2 separate regions of the Anser cygnoides genome follow, and region 1 is linked to region 2. A link is a contact called in public Hi-C data. All regions are on one chromosome and are shown on one strand. Each heading gives the region's core, a stretch centred on a gene start, on an enhancer-like site or on the middle of the called end of the contact. The rest is flanking DNA. Distances are from core to core; before and after follow the strand shown.

The links. Hi-C and Micro-C count contacts between places; a contact is called where the count stands out from the background.
Region 1: a Hi-C map of liver shows a contact between it and region 2, with 1.9 times the contacts expected there. The contact joins the promoter of EIF2S2 here to the promoter of AHCY in region 2. A contact is called at or near these places in 2 of 7 Hi-C or Micro-C datasets (both in liver).

What each region holds. Positions count from the first base shown.
Region 1 is chr16:10,859,469-10,862,168 of Taihu_goose_T2T_genome, forward strand. It overlaps EIF2S2 (eukaryotic translation initiation factor 2 subunit beta), which reads left to right and starts at 1,375. Exons shown (of 9, transcript XM_048072512.2): 1 at 1,375-1,540. The coding sequence starts at 1,526.
Region 2 is chr16:10,707,862-10,710,561 of Taihu_goose_T2T_genome, forward strand. AHCY (adenosylhomocysteinase) reads left to right here and starts at 1,256. Exons shown (of 10, transcript XM_013189264.3): 1 at 1,256-1,413. The coding sequence starts at 1,386.

The sequences.
Region 1 (2,700 bases), core at 125-2,624, 150 kb after region 2:
TGCAAGTACCGTGCCCAGTATTGGGCATTGCACTTAAGAAACACGTATGTAAGTAAGGTGCAGAAGAGAGCAAAGAAAATGAGAAGCAAAAGAAAAGACCTCTGAAAAAGGCTGGAGGGGCTGGATTTTGCACATTTTGAAAGAGAAGACTGTGGGGACAGGACAGGAAAAGGCACAGCAATATTCCAAAGTACCGTGGGTTGACACACCGCGAACAGTGACCCTCTGTATCCTTGTGGGACATTACAACTGGCATTGGATTAAGTGGTAGCAATAAAGATGAAATTTATCAGGCACTTGAGCAGGCTGCAGAGAAAACCTCTGTCCATGGTGGTTTTTAAGAACAGCTTAGACAAATAAGATGTGGGGTGACATAAACTATAGCTATCCTGTCTCATGATAAGTGTTAAACCCATGATATCCCTATCACATAACAGCAAGTGACAAAGACACAAACGCTCTGAATTCCCAGAGAAAGGTGGTGGTATGGAATCAGGAGAGAAAAGTAATCTTTTAAATTTGGCTTTCAGAGGTTTTTTAGAAAACATATTTTAGTTATGTTGGGAAGAGCTAAAACTGATCCTGTCCTCACAGTACCTCCAGACTGATGGCTTTGTGTACGGAACAGGCTGGGTGTCATCATTTTGAACAAAGGCAAGCAAGAAAGGTAGACAAAAGGAAGATCGAAGATAGACAAGATGACCAGTCTTTTCTTGCAGCTGATTAAAAAGTTAAATGATGTACTGTGCATAATCTCCAGCTAATGTAAAAATAATAGTTCAAGTTTACATGACGTAGTAAGTTATGGGGCTCCAGAAATGTAAATGGCCTGGAAATATTAAAATGTAAAACCCCTATAACAAAGTTTTGGATGATGGCTCTGCTTTAGCACTACAGCTGGCATGGAACTGACGACCTTTTAATTCCACAGAGTTGGTCTGGGGACAGAATGTTAACGTGCACTTTGTGGTAAGCCTGTCGTGTATTGGCACCAAGTTCTCCTATTAGCTATTAAAAGGGAAACGGAACGAAAACGACGGGTTCAGACGTCGGTGCATCTGACACAGGAGGCGAAGCTGCGGCCGTGAAGCCAACGAAGAGGAGGCTGAGGGGGATCTCAGCGGGGCGTACAAGCGCCTGGAGAAGGGCAGAGGAGACAGGGGGGCAGCGGCTGGAGGCAGGGAAGTCCCAGTACACCCAGCAGGTCCCAGTACACCCAGCCCCACAGCTGGGACTGGGACGGCGCTCCCGGGGGGGGGGCCGTACAGGAGAGACCCCTAACGGCGGCCGGGGGGGGGGGGGAGGACGGCCCGACCGCGCATGCGCAGCAGCAGCCCGGCGGCTCCCGCCCGGCGCCGCGGCGGGGCGCGCAGGCGCGGCGCTGCGGGGGAGGGGAGCGCTGATGCAAGAGGCGAGCGCGGCGGTCGCAGGCGAGGGCTGGTCGCGTCCCTGAGCCCCGCCGCTCCCCGCTCCCGCCCTCTCCTCTCCTCCTTCTCCTCGTCCCTCTCCGCTCCCGGCCGCAGCCATGTCGGGCGACGAGGTGAGGCCCGGCGGTCGCCGCCGTCGGGGATGGGGGAGCCGGGCCCGAGGCCTACGCCGCGGCCGCCATGTGGGAGACCGGGCCTGAGGCCTCCGCCCCGGGGCAGGGCCGGCGCCTCGCCCCCCCCCCTCACCGCGGGCCCTGGCGGCCGCTGCCCCGGAGCTGGGGGGGGCCCCGCGGCCGCCTCTCACGGCGGGGACCGGGCCGGGGGCCGCCGCCTGCCTGGCTCGGGGCCCTGCCGGGCCTCTCCCCGCCGCGCCCAGGCCCGTGGAGGGGGGGCGGCGGCTCCGGTCCTGAAGGGGGGCCCGGCCTCGCCCGGAGCTCCTCGCCCCTCGCCCGGCGGCAGAGCGAGGGCCGGGAGGAAGGCAGGCTGCCCCCCTCCCCCGCCCCCCCCGCCGTGCCGTGCTCCTCGAGCGGTGTTCAGCGCGTGGCCTGGCGGCTCGTCTGCTTTTGGGGCTTGAGTATCTCGTCTTCTGACCCTGGAAGCTGCTTCTCGACGAGTGATAAGCGAAAGCTATCCAGCTGTGGTGGTTCCTTGTGTACACGCCTAGGGAAGCGAATATGCCAATGTCTGAGGAGTTTTTCAAACGTTGTAGGGTTTGTGTGTTGTACCTTTAGTAACCTCATTTCAGGTGCTCTCCTGGGGAAACAGAAAGCTCTCCATGCCCAAGGTTATGGGCACCCTGAGGGGTGACTGCTGGGAGCTGCGCTGGCAGAATCCATGACATGGCTGCTTTGGGTCTTTTATCTTTTCACTGGTGTTGCTTAAAATGCCTCTGTGGCTCTTCTCCATATGAGCAGAGCACAGTCACACTAACCTTGGTGACAGACGAGTCATACCTTTTCTGATATAATAAACAACAACTAGCGTACTTATTACTCTAATGGTAGCTGAGGCTGGTTCATCCAGCTGCTTGGAATGAATGTGCTGCATTTTTATGCCTAATTGTGTGCCTGCAACTGCACTTCTAATGTCTAGGTTAGGAAATAAGGACCCTTGCATCAGCTGCTTTCTATTTCAGGTGCCCATAAGAGCATAGAGCAGCTAGTCTGCAGTTTACTGGTTTAGATTTAGTTCGTGTCACTTTATTTATATTGCTTAATGCATTTGCTCTGATACTCACCTGAGATCAGGAATATCTAGTGTAATAAAGTTACAT
Region 2 (2,700 bases), core at 6-2,505:
GGACGGGGAGCAGAAGAACCTCCGCACAGTTCAGGTGGAAACAGTTGAGACCTGCTGCTCCACCTGGACTGTCACAAGTCCATGAGGCCAGATAGGATCCACCCAAGGGTGCTGAGGGAGTTTGCTGAAGGACGTGATTGCTGGGCCGCTCTCCATCATCTATTAGTGGTCATGGTGGAGGCTTGCTAACGTGACGCCTGTCTATAAGAAGGGTCATAAGGAGGACCCAGGGAACTACAGGCCTGTCAGCCTGACCTCGGTACCAGAAAGGGTGATGGAACAGGTCATCTTCAGTGCAGTCATGCAATGTATGTAGAACCACCAGGGAATCAGGCCCAGTCAGCATGGGTTCATGAAAGGCAAATCCTGCCTGACCAACCTCATCTCTTTCCATGACCAGGTGACCCGCCTGGTGGATGAGGGAAAGGCTGTTGACGTAGTCTGCCTAGACTTCAGCAAGGCCTTTGACACACTCTTCCATAGTATTCTCCTGGAGAAGCTGGCAGCCCATGGCTTGGACAGGTACACTCTGTGCTGGGTTAAAAACTCGCTTGATGGCCAGGCCCCGAGTGTGGTGGTGAACAGAGTGACATCCAGCTGGTCACCAGTGGTGTTCCCCAGGGGTTGGTGTTGGAGCCCATCCTCTTTAATATCTTTATTGATGACTTGGATGAGGGAATTGAGTGCACCCTCACTACGACTGCAGATGACACCAAGTTGGGGGAAGTGTTGATCTGCCAGAAGGTAGGAAGGCCCTGCAGAGGGACCCGGACAGGGTGGGCAGAGGCCAATGGGATGAGGTTCAACATGGCTCAGTGTCAGGTCTTGCACTTGGGGCACAACAACCCCATGCAGCACTACAGGCTTGGGGCAGAGTGGCTCGAAAGCCGTTCAGAGGAAAAGGATCTGGGGGTGCTGATTGATGCTCGCCTCAACATGAGCCAGCAGTGTGCCCAGGTGGCCAGGAGGGCCAGCAACATCCTGGCTTGTATCAGGAATAGTGCAGCCAGCAGGGCCAGGGAGGTGACTGTGTGGGGAACGCCCCAGGCCAGCCGGCCGGGGAGCACAGCCCGCTCTGCGCCCACAGCGGCTCCGCGGCCAGCTCTGCTTTGGGGCCTGGGGCCTGCTCCGGGCCGGCGGCGCTCCAAGGCCGGTCCTGGCGATGGCTGGTGGCCGGGCCGGGCCGCTCCAACTACCGGCGGGCATCGGATCTGGGGGGTCGCCACTGCCCCGGGGGCCCGCAGAGCCCCCCCGGGGCCGCTTCCCCGGCTCACGCGAGCCGGTGCGGCCCCGCCCCGCGCACACACACGGCGGCGCCGCCTCTGCTTAAAGCGGGCCCGCGGCCGGCGCCGCCTCCTCTTCCGGCGGCCGCGGTGCCCGGCAGCATGTCGGACAAGCTGCCCTACAAAGTGGGTGAGTGCGCCCCGCGGGCTCGGCGCCGCCACGCTCCGGGAGGCGGCCGCGCCGGGGCTCCGCCGGCCGGGGGCTGCGGCTGGATGCGGCCGCCGGGGGAAGATGGCAGCTGCCGGGGGGCGCGGGCGGGGAGCGCCCGGCGGAATCGGAGCCTGGGAAGCCCCTGGGAGCTGCGGGAAGGGGCTGCGCGGCCAAACGGCAGCGAGGAGGAGCTGGGGAGCCCTCGGGCGGGCTGAGCGGGCTTCCCGAACCGCCGGGGCTCGGTGCGGGGAAGCACGAGTGCGGTTTCCGCCTGTGCTCGTGCTGCCCGCCTGCCCCGGGGCCCCCGCAGCCCTGCGCCAGCTTTGCCTCCCCTCCGGGAGCCCTGCGCCGGGCACTGCGAAGGGAAAGTGCCCTTAAATCTGGGGCCTATCTTACTCACCCCTCAACGATTTTAGTGGGTAGGTTTGTAATCTTGAACCTTCATGTAAATGGCAACAACGATAACCAACGCAAACAAAAAAAAAACCCACTCATTTTTCTAAAGAGTTTTGTGGTCTTTGAAGATTAAGACCAGAAACACTAGCCCATAAGGTTCTAGTTCATAAAAACAATTTGCCTTGGAGGAAAGAATGTGAGAGCTACAAACCTGAAATACTCCAGGAGATTCTTTTAGCAGCCCCTGGTAAGACTGCTGAGCTTTTAAGATGGGTGAGATTAAAGAAAGTCCCTGCCCACCCCTGTCATCATCATTTCAATGCCCATCCATTTCCTAGGCTTTTTCAGACCTGGTTGCTGTAATGGCCAGGCCCTGGAGCTTCAGTGGGCCCTGGGCTTCATTCTGGGATAAAATGCAATTAGCTTGTCAGTATGAACCTGGGCACTCTGGCTTGGTGTTCCTGAGTGCTCTCCAGGGCCCATTTTCACTAGGTAGCTGAATGAAATATAGCTGACCATGTTTGTAATGAAACAGTAAGCTCCTGAAATCTCTGGAAGAGATTTAAAAAAAAAAAAAAGTGTCAGGGCCTTTTGGCACTGAATGATGCTGAGGGGTAGAGCACCTGGGTGTTAGCCATTTGGCCCTTGATCTTGTAGGTGAGGCTGGAGTCTGTATACTGTGTATACTGTATACCTGTATGCAGGTGCAGTATTTTCAACCCCGAGCTAGACTGTTGGAAACCTTTTGTACAGACCTGTGACTAATGATGCTTCAATAATTATCTCTGTGGAGCCAAGGTGGGAGCCCTGCAGCTTCGTCCTTAATGGGGGGAGCTGGGTGGGGCTCAGCCCCTCGAGCCTTTGGCAGGG